3 separate regions of the Anas platyrhynchos genome follow, and regions 1 and 3 are each linked to region 2. The links are chromatin contacts, called in public Hi-C maps. All regions are on one chromosome and are shown on one strand. Each heading gives the region's core, a stretch centred on a gene start, on an enhancer-like site or on the middle of the called end of the contact. The rest is flanking DNA. Distances are from core to core; before and after follow the strand shown. Region 1 holds the start of CFL2 (cofilin 2). Region 2 overlaps LRRC56 (leucine rich repeat containing 56). Region 3 holds the start of HRAS (HRas proto-oncogene, GTPase).

Region 1 (4,336 bases), core at 1,226-3,725, 110 kb before region 2:
GCATGTAACAGGAATGAAACTGAGGTACTACAATAATTTGATGACACAGTTACAGCAACTTAATTGGCATTCCTTTGGGGGGGAGGGGCGGGTCAAACATATTACAAAAAAGTGCTTTAAATGCATAGTGTTGTGTGCTGCCATGTCACAAAAATAGGCTTGTCAAGGCAGGTGAGGTGTATGAATGCACAAGAGCCTCATGGAACTGCAATCAAGTGCAACTGTAAGTAATACTGTATAGAGTCTACCATCCGACCAGTGGACAATACTTTCAAGGCATTCAATTAGCTTACCCTTTGCTGTCTGCTAGACTATTCACATTAACTATCACATTCATTGTACATGTTGCAAGGAATGCATGCAACGTCAGTTTTGGCTAAGAGTGTGACGTGAAAGCATTCCTTGGATCCTACATAAAACTACCAGGATTAAACAGTCTAATGGCAATCACTGGTAGACTGCTTAACAATGACATCTCCTTCAGGGGCATTAGGGAAGGGACTTATTTTTTGAGGAGGGAAGGGGAAAGGGAGTCTAATACTATTCCAATTGAACGAGCTGCAGAAATGGAAGCTCCTTAGATCCAGATGGCACTTGTCTGTCTTTTTATAAGGGTTTTCCTTCAAGTGAAACTACCACGTTGCCTCCCAATTTCTCTCCAAGTGTTGAACGGTCCTTAATATCATCCAAACCATTTACTTGCCACTCATGTTTAATACCTGAAAGACAGACGGACAACAGGACGTTTGTGAGAACCTCAGCCTCTAAACGGCATTGCAGCTAATGACCGAAACGTTTTTAGGCCCATACCTGTAAATTTCTTTTTAATGGCATCTTTAGAGCTTGCGTAGATCATCTTGCTTTTTAAAGGCGCACTTTCAGGAGCCCTTTAAAGAGAAGAGAAAAGAAAAAAACCCACCACCAACAAAACAGTTATTCAATCACCCATTGTTAAGTCACGAAAATTCAATCTTAACTATGAGCTTTGCTTTTACACACCAGAATATAAATACCAGGTCTTCTTTCTTAGATTCCTTTGTCTCATATGTGGCATCATACAAAGCGTATCGGCAATCATTCAGTGGTAGCAACTTCACAAAGGCTGTGTAGGGGTCCTCCACGGTATCTCCAATGTCACCAACCAGTATCTGCTTTGACTCCTCTACAATTATTTGTTTTTTGTCATCACTTAGGCAGAAGAGAACGGCTTTCTTTCTTTTTTTAATCTCTTCTGGGGTTGAAGATTTCCTTACTTTCATGTCATTAAAAACCTTTATGACTTCATCGTTCACTGTTACTCCAGAAGCCTGTAAAACGAGATCAAAGGAATAACTTAAACACCAAAAATTAACACTCTCTAAGCAAGACGACAGCCCACAGCGCTAGATAAAGAAGCCCACCCGCCCTGCAAGGATAAAAACACTATACTCAACCTGGGCACACCACGAGTTTAGTCATCTCTGTGGGACCAGTGCAGAAGATACAAGGCAAGGCAAATTCTGCACGCTCGGCATCTTCAACTTTAATCCTGCACGGCGCTTTTACAGAGCTGGGCTTTTACAGAGCTGGGCGTACAGCCGTGCTGCCGCAGCAGCCTCCTCTCCCTGGCCGTGCATTGGGGGGGCAGGGAGGTGCACAGGGAGGCTTGCAGCTTGGGGCCGGGGTGGTTTTTTTGTTGGTTTTTTGTTTGTTTTTCCCACCCCGATGGCACAGCCGCTCCGGCAGCAGCGCATACCCCGCGCCGTCATGCCCCTGGCTTTGCGGCGCGCTGTCAGGCTCCGCCAGCAGCAGCAGCAGAAATGCTTCCTGCATTGTGTCAGCCCTGACACGGCGCTTTAAAGCCTCCCCAGCCCCATCCCGCCCGGCCGGGCGCCCTCCTTCCTTCCTGCCGCCCCCACCCAGCCCCGGCAGAGCCCCGGAGCCCGCACCGAGCCCCCAGCCCCAGCCCCAGCCCCAGCCCCCAGCCGCGGGCGGCGCCGGCTTTGTCCCGGGGGGGGCCGGGGCCGCTCCCCCCGCTTTGTTCGCGGCGCGGAGGAAGGAGAGGGAGGAGGGAGGGAGGCAGGGCCGGCACCGGAGCCCCCCGGGCCGAGCGGGCGCCCCCCTCCCGGAGCCCCCTCGCCGCCGTCCCCCCGCAGCGGGCTAAAATTAGCCTAAAATGGCCGCCGGAGCCCGCGGGGCCCGAGCCGAGCCGCGCCGGGCCTGCTCAGCCCCTCGCCCCGCCGCGCCGCGCCGCCCCCGGGGCCGCCCTCCCGACCTCCTTCCTCCCGTCCCTTCCCGTCCCGTCCCGTCCCGTCCCCGCTTCCCTCCCCGCCCGCCCTCACCATGGCGCCGGGGCGGCGGCGGCTGCTGCCTGCGCTGCGGGGCTGCTGCGCGCCGGGGAGCGGAGCCGCTGAGGGGAGCGGCGGGGAGCGGAGCGGAGCGCGGCGCTGCGCCGGGGGCCGGGCGGGCGGGCGGGGACTGGGCCGGGCGGGGATGAGCCGCGGCGGCCGGGGAGGGGAGGGAAGGGGAGGGAAAAGGAGGGGAGGGCCCCTCACATGCGCAGCGCCGCCACCACGTGCCCGGGCCCCGGCACCACAGCGCCCCGCCCGCACCGCCCCATGGCGGCCGGCGGCGGCCCCACAGCGCTGGGCACCGCGGGCGGCATCGCCTCGCCTCGCCTCGCCCCTTATCGCCTCCAGCCGCAGCCCCGCCGCCTGGCTGATAGCGCTGGGCGGGGGGGCAGCGCGGGCTGATAGCGGGGCGGCTTCCAGGAAAGAGGGGTCCCCTCCTGTGGCACCCAGCGCTGCCCGGGCTGGCTGGTTGGGTCTGACTGGGACAGACTGGGACTGACTGGGGCTGACTGGCTGACTACAGTCAGCACCGGAGGGCCGCAGGGCTCCTCACGCTGCCCGCACACACGCCAGCAGCATCGGGTCCAGGGATGAGGACCCGGACTGCATGTCTGAGCTGGGAAAGTTGTCCATGACACACAGCTCAGTCTTCAAATGTGATCCGTGCTGCTTTGTGTTTAAACAATTGGGATAGGTGAAAAATTACTACATAAATGAACAGCACAAACCCTCAGCTGGGTAACTCTCCAGACAGTTTTATCACAGAATGGTCAAGGATGGAAGGGGGGCTCCAGGACCTCTGGGGGTCATCTGGTCCAACCCCCAGCTCAAGCAGGGCCGCCTCATCGCTGGCATGTACTGGGATATTCTCATTACATGCACAACCCACGTAGTGAGTTTGAAGTGATCTCTACGCACAGGCGAGACAAGCCCTGAAAACATTGTGAAGACATTACTTAAAGGCTTTTGCCTTTGTTTCAGTTTTTGTTTAGCTTAGCTTCTGCTTCCTGGGAAAGATTTGGTAAAGGAAAAGAGATGCTACTGATAGCATCTATGATAGAGGAGGACACAGCCAGTACAGTGCCATGACCGTCACTAACAAGCTCTCCTCAGACTAGGTCTTAGGCCTGGTTAAGGTAATATTTATTTATTTTTGTTTGGTTGGTTGGTTTTCCAATGGAAGGTGTCACAGTCCCCACTGCTGAAGGTAGGCTGGAGGAGCTGGGCAGTTTGGCTGCCTTGCCCAGCAGCACCCAGCCCTCCCTGGCTCTGCTGCTGTGCCTCCATCGTAGCTAAAGTCCATGTTTCCTCCCCCTGCTTGCAGCCTGAACTGACTTCGGACAGAAATCAGAAACTGCTGTGTCACTAAAAGCCAAAATAAATAAATACAAAGTGTTTATGGTTGACTTCAACCAACATAAGTCCACTGAGGATGTCTCTTCAGCCCCATTTCTGGGCACCTGCTTCTCACAGGCTGAGGTGAACGTCCCCTGCTCGGTATGGCAAATGACTCCCAGAACAGCACTTGTGACCCTGGAGTGTGTGACATGTGCCCTCCTGTGTCCCAAGTGCAGGTAATAGTGTAAGGCACACAGACAAGTGTAAAATACAGAGCTACTCTCCTCCTGCCCTTGCAGCACACCCTCACCACCCACACAGAGGCCCTTCCCTGCACTGCCAAGGCAGCAAGGCCAAAGGTGGAAAAGGAGCTGCACAGCCAGGGAGATGCTCCAGGGATGACAAGTCAAAACTGAGCATGACTCACCCTCCTTCTTTACTGCCATGGAAACTGAATAATGAATCATAAGTGCTTGTTATGCTGTTCAGCTCTTCAGAGGGCCTGGGTGTGTTCAGCTTGCCTAAGCTCGTGCCACAGAAGCAGACCTGAAATGGCCAAAAAACTCCTTGCCATAAGGGAAACTATAAAATATTGGAGTGCCTGGGAACCACATCCCAGGTACTTCTAGAGCAAATGCACCTTAAGTGCATCTCACACGGAGAAAATT
Region 2 (4,873 bases), core at 446-2,945:
GCTCAAAAGTTGAAGCTGATGTTGAAATGACTGGGAAAAGCTGTATTGTAGGAATTGCGTGTTGTCCTTTTCCTTAAAATGGTAAAATGAAATTATCAAAAACACTTTTTATAAAAACCTGAAGATAAAAAATATAGCATTTCACCTCATACATATTGAAGTGATAAAATCAGTTCTGCAGAGGAATTTTGGTAAAAGCATGAGATTATTTGTGTCACAGAGATGAAAACAAGTAATACATGATCTGCTTTGGGTTTCAGGATACTCCACAAGAAAAGTAAGGAAGATCTAGTTCTATATGAACAGTCTCAAAGCTTTATTAATCTCTTTCCCTGCTTTGAAAAAATAGCATAGGGTATAAAACCAAACATCTTGGCATCTACTCTGAAGGTAACAGGAGGAAAATCAGAATTTGAGAAACTGGATCAAAAGAGACTGTTCTTCATTTTGGTCACATACAGTCAAATACATACCAAAGGATGGTTTGTAGCCAACACGCTATATACCCTCATCCGGATTTTTTGGAAGGTCATGAACATATGCATACACATGGGTATGTAATGCACAGCATTCACTAGGGATGGCACATCCCACAGGCACCATAAAGAGCTGATAATGCAGGGGAAAGCAGAGCAGGAGCTGGGGCTGTGTCTCCAACGTACCATGTTATATATCTGCCCTGTGCATTTCAAAGGAATTGTTTCCATACCATTAATTTTCAGAAAAGGAGGGGTTTGGTGTCCAAGACTTGTCCTGGACTTAGTCTTGAAAACTGAGGTGCTATCACTAAAACTCAATCATGTAGTAGATAGGTACATATTTTAAATCTCCACATTTTTTTTAGATTCATAAGTTGTTAGTATTTTTGAGATGGAACTACTGTCTTGATCACATTCCTCAATAAAAGCAGCAGAAGGTAGGGCTTTAGTTATCATAATGTCATATTGCCTGTGATTTGTTTAGCTGAGGAAATCAGTCTGTGAGCTGCTGCAGCACGTTGTCATGTAATGGGAGCTGAAAGAGGAGCGTTACGTTGTGGTGTGCCTTGTTGCATTAACCTGCGCTAAATGGTTGCCTCTACTTCTATGCAATCTGTTGCATTCAAATGCCAGCCAGAATTTGATGAGAGACTCTGCACAATAGTACGTTTTACAGAGTGTAAGTTAACTGTGGACTCCCACATGTTGGGAAGCTGCTCTGCTCTCGGGTGGTTACAAAGCTGGCTCTGTCCCTGACTGCCTAGCGCATCTTGTTGGGCATTGCCACTTTCTTGGTTTCATCCGACACTGTTTGCATTTCTTCAGGGTATAAAAAAGTCACCTAAATATAGAAAAGAGTAGATACAGACTCACTTTGGTGTGCCCTAGATGGCCAATTTTCATTCCTCGATCTCCTTGTTGTAGTGTGGCTCTTGCTACGGCTCTGTAAAAGCTCTCCTATTTATTTACTTCTCATCTACAGAATGGTCCAGCTAGATTTACTGCTCTTTCTTCAGACTGCCTGTTTGCTCTCTGTAATTTGATTTTCAGATGAGCTCATCTTCCTCTGTTATCTAAACCAAAAGCAACAACCTGATGATAAATTTTGCAGCCTCTGTTGCAGTAATGTACCATGAGCGTAACATGATGCTGCTCTCAAACAGGACATGGCTATAAATTGGCTCTAGCCCAGGCTCTGTTCAGAGTACATGTGGTACGTGGTAACATGGCGATGGGTTGACTCATTTTCTAAATTAAGATTAAAGGCTCAGTTAGAGGAGTTCAGTGTCTGCCTCTTAACAACAACAATTACACGCTTTATTTGGTGAGTTCCCTCTGCCAGCCTTGGTGCTGCATTTTGGGAGGGAGGGAGGGAGGGAGGGAGGGAGTGTACAGCCATCCAGCTACCACTGAAAGATTTCTGTTTATAATGGCTCCGTGTTGAAGGAGGACTTAGCTGTCTGGAGTTTTCTAATATTGCTCGTAATGTCACGAAAAGCATAACATTTGTTTGAATAAAGCAATTGCTTTATAGGTAGCTGATCACTTTCAGGGAAGCCACCCATTCATATTCTGCCACTAGCGATGCGCTCTTGCTTTATGCTTATTTGAGTAGGAAATGTATGAGATCACCATCATTGTTGCCATTTGTAATCTGAGACAATTTTCCATTGCAGTATTTCCATTGCAAAGCATCACAACCCAGTCTGCCCTGAGGTACTGCTAAGTTTTCCCAAAGAAGAAAGTGCCACGTGGAGATGCCTTTCCACTGCCGGCATCCACCAGAACAGCCCAGTTCACAATGTGCTCTGGGAACAATTGTCGCTGTTCTTCATTGATCTTGTTGCCTACAGGTCCCAAGCATTGTCACATGTTCATGAATATTTTTATTCAATGTCACGAGCAGAAGGGAGCTGCATCTGCGCTTCACCCTTTAGGTGTCACAGTGAGCCCACGTGCATTGGGTGTGACCGTGTTGTTCTTCCAGCACACTGAAAAGCAACCCCAAAGCAGTTTGTTTTAGCCTTTTGTGCACCTGCTATTGGCATGCAACCTCTTGCAGAAGAAAGTATGGTTAGAAGTAAGTAATCTCTTCTAATGATGTATAAAATCATGTATGGGTACCCTGAGGAGTGCCCCAGAAAGTCAGCGTAGTTCATTCAGTGCACCATACCTTTACCCATCAGCAAGCATAGCTGCACCCATAACCTGTCTTTTTCAGTATTGCTGTAACCTCACTGTTGATGCAACAACCAGAGAATCACAGAACCAGGCAAAGAGGCTGGACAAATGCTGAGGATGCCCAGGCTTTCCCATCAGTGGCTGCCTTCATTTTTGTAGCATGCATATAATGTAACAAAGATAAAGACCAAAGTCATCAACACATGAACGGCAGAGAGGCGTTTGGGCAGGAGGAATATGTTTGCACTCAGAACATGTTCATGATCAATTTGATCAGAAATCATGTGAGGAGAAAGCACAGTGAAATGAAACTCCTGATGGTATTTATTTTAGTTGAATGAGGCAAGTAGGTTTACTTCATAGAAGTATTTCAGGTTATACAGTAGTCATACAAATTGAACACCGTCATGCTTCTGAAGGACAGTCAGAGCTGTTCAAGTGACCACTTTCTCAATTTCTACAGGAGCCAGGTTATAATTACAGAGCTGAAGTGAAAAAGCTCATTCCCCACCTGGAGTATTTGGATGAAATACCAGCAAGCCAGACTGCTATCCCTCCTTCCAAGAAGATGAATGAGGACTGGCTAATCATCAAGGAATCCATCAAGGAAGCTGGTTTAGCCAGAGACATTTCATGGTTGGGTACGTCAGATTTCCTATCAAGGTTCATTTTTCAGGTTATGATGTGTGAAAAAGAAAGATGGAGAGCAAGCTGGCCTCTTCAGAGCCAAAGCTAAATTATAGAGAAGGGACAAAGAACTTTGTCTTCTTCACTTGGGAGGTGGGGAAGCTGGGATTCAGTACGGTGCAGATTTAAATGAAAGCTGTCCAAAGCTGGCCACTAAGATCAGAGAAATGCAAACGACTTGTAAAGCATCAAGTGAATGCAGCAGTAACTGGGAGTCTGTGCTTAGCATTCATTCGGCATGATCAGAAGAAGCAAAGCTTGGAAAATGTTTCATCAACAGCTGTTCTCAGCCCTTTCTATGGTAGCAGTCAATCCCATGTCGTGTGGATGTAGCAGGATATCCTACTCCAATTTAATAATAGGAAAGGCAATTTGGTCACCACGCCTTAATGGTAGCAACATCCTAGCAACTGTGATTGTGTGGTCTTGCAATACATCTATTCCATTTTCTTTGCCTTTGTGATTAAGTCCATTACATTCATTAGGACAGAGTAAATGGTTTGAAAATAAATCTGTTGTCCCTTTGCCTGTAGCCTCGGTTATAGTTCAAATGTCTGTGCTTTTACATATCGTGCTGCATGCACTTTACCACATTCCATTAAATATTACAAAGTATTTCCTATAACTGCTCCTGTTGCTTCCCATTAGTGTGGGCAATGCAGTTAGCTTCCCAGCCCCCACGGCTGAGGTATGCCTGCCAACTGTACTCCATTAAAAATTTAGTTTGTTTTGGAATAAGTACATATGTTTGTCATTTATTTAATCCCTGTAGGTCCAAATCATTAGATGTAGTAGTAGTTATGGTAGTGAAAAAATCCATTAAAATTTGATCCCTGAGTGATCCTGCTTTGGCAGCATCAGCTATGGTTCAGAGAACTAGTTAACAAAGTAGACTGAGAGAAACAGTGGGGAACGAGCACAACATTTTGAATTCATATTGTTTTCTAGTGTAGCCAGACTTACGTTTTTGCCTTCAGCTATAAACTGATGAGTTCACATGGTCAGGTTCAAGCATCCCCATATTGTCTTCTTTCCTATAGCAACGTTGACTCAGGTACTCTGCATATGCTGTGTGCTTCATGGCTTTGTGTGAGCAACGAGGTATTTGGAAGGCCTCTAACACTGAGCTCCTAATGAAATGGCCATATTATTACAGTGCTGATTGCTCCGCTGTGGAGCTGGTAGATGCTCGACATTTTAAAGAGCAAGCTATTCATCTAGGCACTGAAATGAAATTTGTTCTCCTATAAATTGGTGGCTGCACACGCTGCTGGTGCAGCTGTACTCTGCTCCCAGGACAGCAGGCCGTTGGGCAGGTAGGAGCTCACAGCTCTACCTCCACTAGCTGTTGTGTAATTCATCCTGCCCTGTACCATTATGAAACTAAATTAGCACCTTTCTTTCTGTGCTGGAGAAGTGTGTGAGATGATACTGGAAAAATCTGTCACTGCAATTCCCAGATTTCCATAAGTCATGGCACGTGGTTTGCCCTGGTTGACTAACAGCCCTGGGAAGGTGGCTGTCAC
Region 3 (4,446 bases), core at 100-2,599, 67 kb before region 2:
CCGAGGACTGGGAGCGGGGCGGTGGCGCTGTGAGGCCGCCCTGAGGCGCGGCCCCGGGGCGGCGGGGGGGGGAACCGCACACGACGCCCGCCGGCCCTCCTCAGGGCTCCGCCATCGCTCGGGGGAGGCTGCGGGAGCCCCCCCCGGCGCCCAGCGAAAGCCCCGGTGAGGGGCGAGTGCCCCACAGCCGTTGTTGCCCTTCCCTCGGCCTCGCCGCCCGCCGTCGGGTTTCCCCCGCCCGGCGGTGGCGGTGGCGGTGCCGGGGGAGATGGGGCTCGGTCACGGGCAGCCGCCCTGAGGCCTGCCGGCACCCCGTGTGCTCGGGTAGCCCGCACGGTGAGGGCTGGGGGAGCCGCCGGGCTGCTGCCGGCCCCTAGCTGGTAGCCTGAAGGCTAAACCCGACACACAGGGCGCTTAAATGGCTCCTGGACACGTCTAGGGAACACAGAGCTCCAAAACTGTCCAGGAGCCACATAGGCAGGTCATCAAAGCACAGGTAGACGAGCTGGGTCAGCACAAAGGCAGCTGAGGTACACGCTAGGCAAACATAAAATACTCGGGTGTCATGTCTGCGTGTGCTGAGCGGCTCTGTCCGACCCTACCTGGGTGCCACAAGCAGCACGGTTAAACCTGAGCTTGTAAACCCGATGGGCACGGCTCCCTTCTGTGCACCCGGCTGTGCCAACACAGCGCTTGTGTCCTGTCCCAGCACACCTGTATTATCTAATGCTTTTGTCAGGCACTGCAATTCCCCTGCTGCTGCGGAAAGTGAGCAGCAGATCGTAGCACCTCGCAAGCCGGGAGCATGCAGAAGGATCGCACTTTGAGGCAGGACAGTGCGATATGGCTGCATGAAGCCTGTGTTCCTAGCGCTGGAAAAACACCGCTCGCTCTGATGTAATTTTCAACCGCATCACCACAATTTATTGTTTCCATTAGAAAGGTATCTAGTAATCTGAAAATTGATCTAGAAACCATTGTTCTAGATACTACAGTTGACACACAATAAAAAGAAAGCTCATGCCCTGCAGAGCTCATAGCTGGAATAGATTAAGCAAGTTCTAAGGACACCCGTCGAGAAGCCGTGCAGGTTTTTTCAGGTCTCGTAGCCATGTGTTGCACCAGCACAAGCAAACCTGCCAGAGCACTTTCTAAAAGCCAGAACGCAAACAGACGGGTCCAAATGAACAGGGTGAAGCTTTGACTTACTTTGAGAGTTGTTTGCTTGCTCCTAACAAGCCCTCCCGGTTCTGAACGACCTCTCGCTTCTCCACGAAAGCAAGGACCGCAGCTCGCAGGAACACGGCATCTCTCCCAAGCAAGCCAACGGCAGGAGCAGCAGCGAACACAAAGGTGATGGGTTTCTCCACAGGCAGCCACACGTACGCACAGCGCACCGCCTCTCTGCCCTGCCTGTCTCGTCTTGTCTCACCACTTTCTGGTGAGCAGGCAGGGTACTGGGGCGTGCAGAAATCTTGCCTTTGGAAGCACCCTGAAAGCAGGGTTGTATTTTTCAGTACCTAGGTGGCCCAGAAGAACTGATCAGGGAGCAAAAACCGAACAAGTAGTGTAATAGACACAGCTATGGGTGAGCCTCAGTTTCACGCCTCTTGGGCTTCTCAATGACCTACAAGAACCAAGAAGCACCAGGAGACGGGACTGAAACTGCCTCTTGCTCATTCCTCAATGCCAGATCACATCAGGATGTAAGATACCTGAGGACTATTTTTTGTTGGCGGCCTGCTGGAAGACAGAGGCATAATCATCCATCGGTGAGTCATAACCACACAATCACACAGGGATGATGACATAAACTTGTGAAGACACAGAGCGTGATACAGCTTAAATATGTCTCCCTGCCCCCCGTTTTGTTGTTGTTCTTGTTGGTTTTGATAAAAAGGCAAAATACTGGGATAAGACCCTGAGTTGCTACAAACCAACGCAGCTTTTGGCAAAGCTGACAGATTTACAGTTGCTTAGGATATAGCCTGATCTACAGACAGAACCCTCTTTTTTTTTCCTTTGTGGCAAACTTTGAGGAGGGCAAAGAGAAATATGCACCTCTCTAGAAATCCTGCAGAGATAGAAACCACTGCAAGCCTTGCTTGACAGGAAAGGAAGGCTAGTCTAATACTGGGCCTACTGACACACAGTGCAATAAAAATGAGATGGGGAGAATCTCACAAGAGCCTTACTGCCACAGAAATACTGTCAAAACAGAATCTGCAGTGAGGTTGAAAAGCTGCTCTGTCATTCTGATGCCTTCATTTTTTCGTGATCATCTTCACCAAACTGTATATAGCATGCAAGCGGGAGGCCTTATCTCATAGCCTTGCTTCTCCCATCAATACTAGTATGACTTGTTAAAACAGCAGTCTAAATTCAGTCCTGGAAACGTACATCACTGATTTTTGTAAGTGCTATGACCCCCAAAATAATCGTAATTCCCTCTTTAACCTCTGCAAGAAGAGACTTAGCATGACATGCAAACATACAAACACAAGTTTGTGACAGACAAACTTAGGCCACAAGCTTCCATAGTAACTGAGCTTGCACATCAGCTATAGGTCAAGGCTATCCCCCAAAATTTTGGGATGTTAATCTATTTTATGGATTTTTGTACTAGAAACACCCAGGTAATTGCCAAGTTGAACTAATCTCTCTTTTGCCCTTAAAAAAAACAAAACAAAACAAACAAACAAACAAACAAACACAACACAACACCCGACAACAAACAAGAAATAAAAGAAATAAAAAATAACAGCTGTTTTGTTGTTTTTTGTTGTTTTTTTTTTTTTTTAGCTTCACAAGGATCTTTGTTTAAATATATCCAGATTTTGCTCTCAGCTCTACCATTTTTCACCAAGAAAAACTGAAGGGTATATCAATTCTCAGCAGGCACAGAGGGTAGATGAGTGGTGTCAGGTTGCTTTTGTTGTTCTCCTGTGTCTTCTGTCACTTTGCCATATCCACATTTTCACCTAGCTGTGTTCTAATTATGCAGACTACTTCCTGGTTCTTTCTGTAGCTTTTGAGCTCTGGCTAAATTCAGGTAGTCTATTTTCCTGGATGCATATTTTCTTCTGTGTAATTGAAACTTTCTTGAAGTGTTTGCAAGGAAAACTATAGCATTCTGCTCTCCTTATCATTGTCTGAGAGCGTACTGAGAAAAACAGAGGATCTGGTGAACTCTGCTTTCCCACAGCACCATACTCTTCATGATATTTTAATTTATTCCTTCTGCAGCTACACCAGACTCAATACACCTGCAAGTACTTTTCCTGTACTAGGATGTTTTCCTTGCTCATCTCTCCCTGAGCATAGGGTATGAGTAATGTCATGGCAGAAAGCAAACTGATACATGAGAGAGTTTTAAGACTTTAAGTTTTCTAGGGAATGCAAATTGTTTCCTTTTCATATCTGACAATGCAACACAAGTAACTTGTCATGGCAACCGATTTATGAAACAAAAAAACAACAAACAAAAAAAGATCATTACAAGGTGGTTTGTTGCTATAGCAAGGGAAGAAGCTGAGACCTTATCCTTTCTGTTCACTGGTGAGCTGCACTTCATCTAGGTAACAGAACTTGTCAGTAGAAGTTTATACTGTAAACTTATTTATATAACCTTATGTTATATGTGGCAGCACCTCTGTCAGCCTCCCTGATACTTGGACCAAAACCGAAGTGCAGTCAGAAGGAAAGAAGGAAGTGTTCAAAAGAATTGAAACAAAGCTGGATTCTCAGAAACACAAGGCCTAATCCATTTCCGCAGCAAGTGATGCAACTCTGCAGATGCCAGTAAGGGATGAAACTATTTCTGCTGAAATTAATTTGGCTTCCATTCTTTGGCAGTTGCCATTCTTTTCCCAATTGCTTTTAAGGGGAAAACTCTTCTCTGCAGATCTGGGAGTATTCTGGAGTTACCTGGGACAGAGGATGGGATAGGCTCCCAGTCCATGTTCAAACCCACTCTCTTTAAAGGGATGGTTCAGGGAAGGGCAGACCGCTTTGTATGTGCAGGTGTTCATAGAAGCCAGTGGAGCTACCCTGCACTTAAGGTAGGCTCATTTGTAAACCTCGAGTAGGTCTAGAACACACACAAAAAGTTTGCTTTATGCCTGAGCTAGAAAGGATGCCTGCTGGGGGATAGCCTTGAAAAATGAAAGAAAACCTGAAAGTTTCTTAATCCCTAGGCTACTGATATGAGCTACAAGCAACACAGCTCCAACCGAGTGATAGAATAAAGCATATGCTCTCCCTTTCTATTTTAAAAACACTCTCTCGCAGTTAAAGTTTAGCCTGTTGATGTAGTAGTAAAGTGGTCCAGCATGAGAAATGGCAGCCAGCCTTCTGAGCTGCCTGGGGACTTAAAGATAAAAATGTTGTAACTCCCGGACAATCCTTGTCTAACTTCCTGATGAGGTTGTGGAGAAAATACTGCTG

Evidence for each region. A called contact is a pair of places that touch in the nucleus more often than the background predicts.
Region 1: a Hi-C map of skeletal muscle shows a contact between it and region 2, with 1.9 times the contacts expected there. The contact joins the promoter of CFL2 here to the enhancer-like site in region 2. A contact is called at or near these places in 4 of 8 Hi-C or Micro-C datasets (F1 follicle, skeletal muscle and subcutaneous adipose tissue).
Region 3: a contact with region 2 is called in a Hi-C map of liver, with 2.1 times the contacts expected there. The contact joins the promoter of HRAS here to the enhancer-like site in region 2. A contact is called at or near these places in 2 of 8 Hi-C or Micro-C datasets (liver and skeletal muscle).

Annotation. Positions count from the first base shown.
Region 1 is chr5:45,974,108-45,978,443 of IASCAAS_PekinDuck_T2T, forward strand. CFL2 (cofilin 2) reads right to left here and starts at 2,476. Exons shown (of 4, transcript XM_005017027.5): 1 at 2,322-2,476; 2 at 1,000-1,307; 3 at 811-887; 4 at 1-719. The coding sequence starts at 2,324. The coding sequence ends at 607.
Region 2 is chr5:46,082,021-46,086,893 of IASCAAS_PekinDuck_T2T, forward strand. It overlaps LRRC56 (leucine rich repeat containing 56), which reads left to right. Exons shown (of 19, transcript XM_072038934.1): 13 at 3,124-3,301. Among named protein-coding and RNA genes, the nearest start is that of RASSF7, 23 kb to the right of the region's middle. Within about 2 kb of position 1,696, at least 2 of the 8 cell types and tissues checked have an H3K27ac peak or open chromatin away from gene starts, as enhancers often do.
Region 3 is chr5:46,015,862-46,020,307 of IASCAAS_PekinDuck_T2T, forward strand. It overlaps HRAS (HRas proto-oncogene, GTPase), which reads right to left and starts at 1,350. Exons shown (of 6, transcript XM_072038938.1): 1 at 1,210-1,350. It overlaps LRRC56 (leucine rich repeat containing 56), which reads left to right and starts at 1,521. Exons shown (of 19, transcript XM_072038934.1): 1 at 1,521-1,772; 2 at 3,648-3,801; 3 at 3,905-4,061.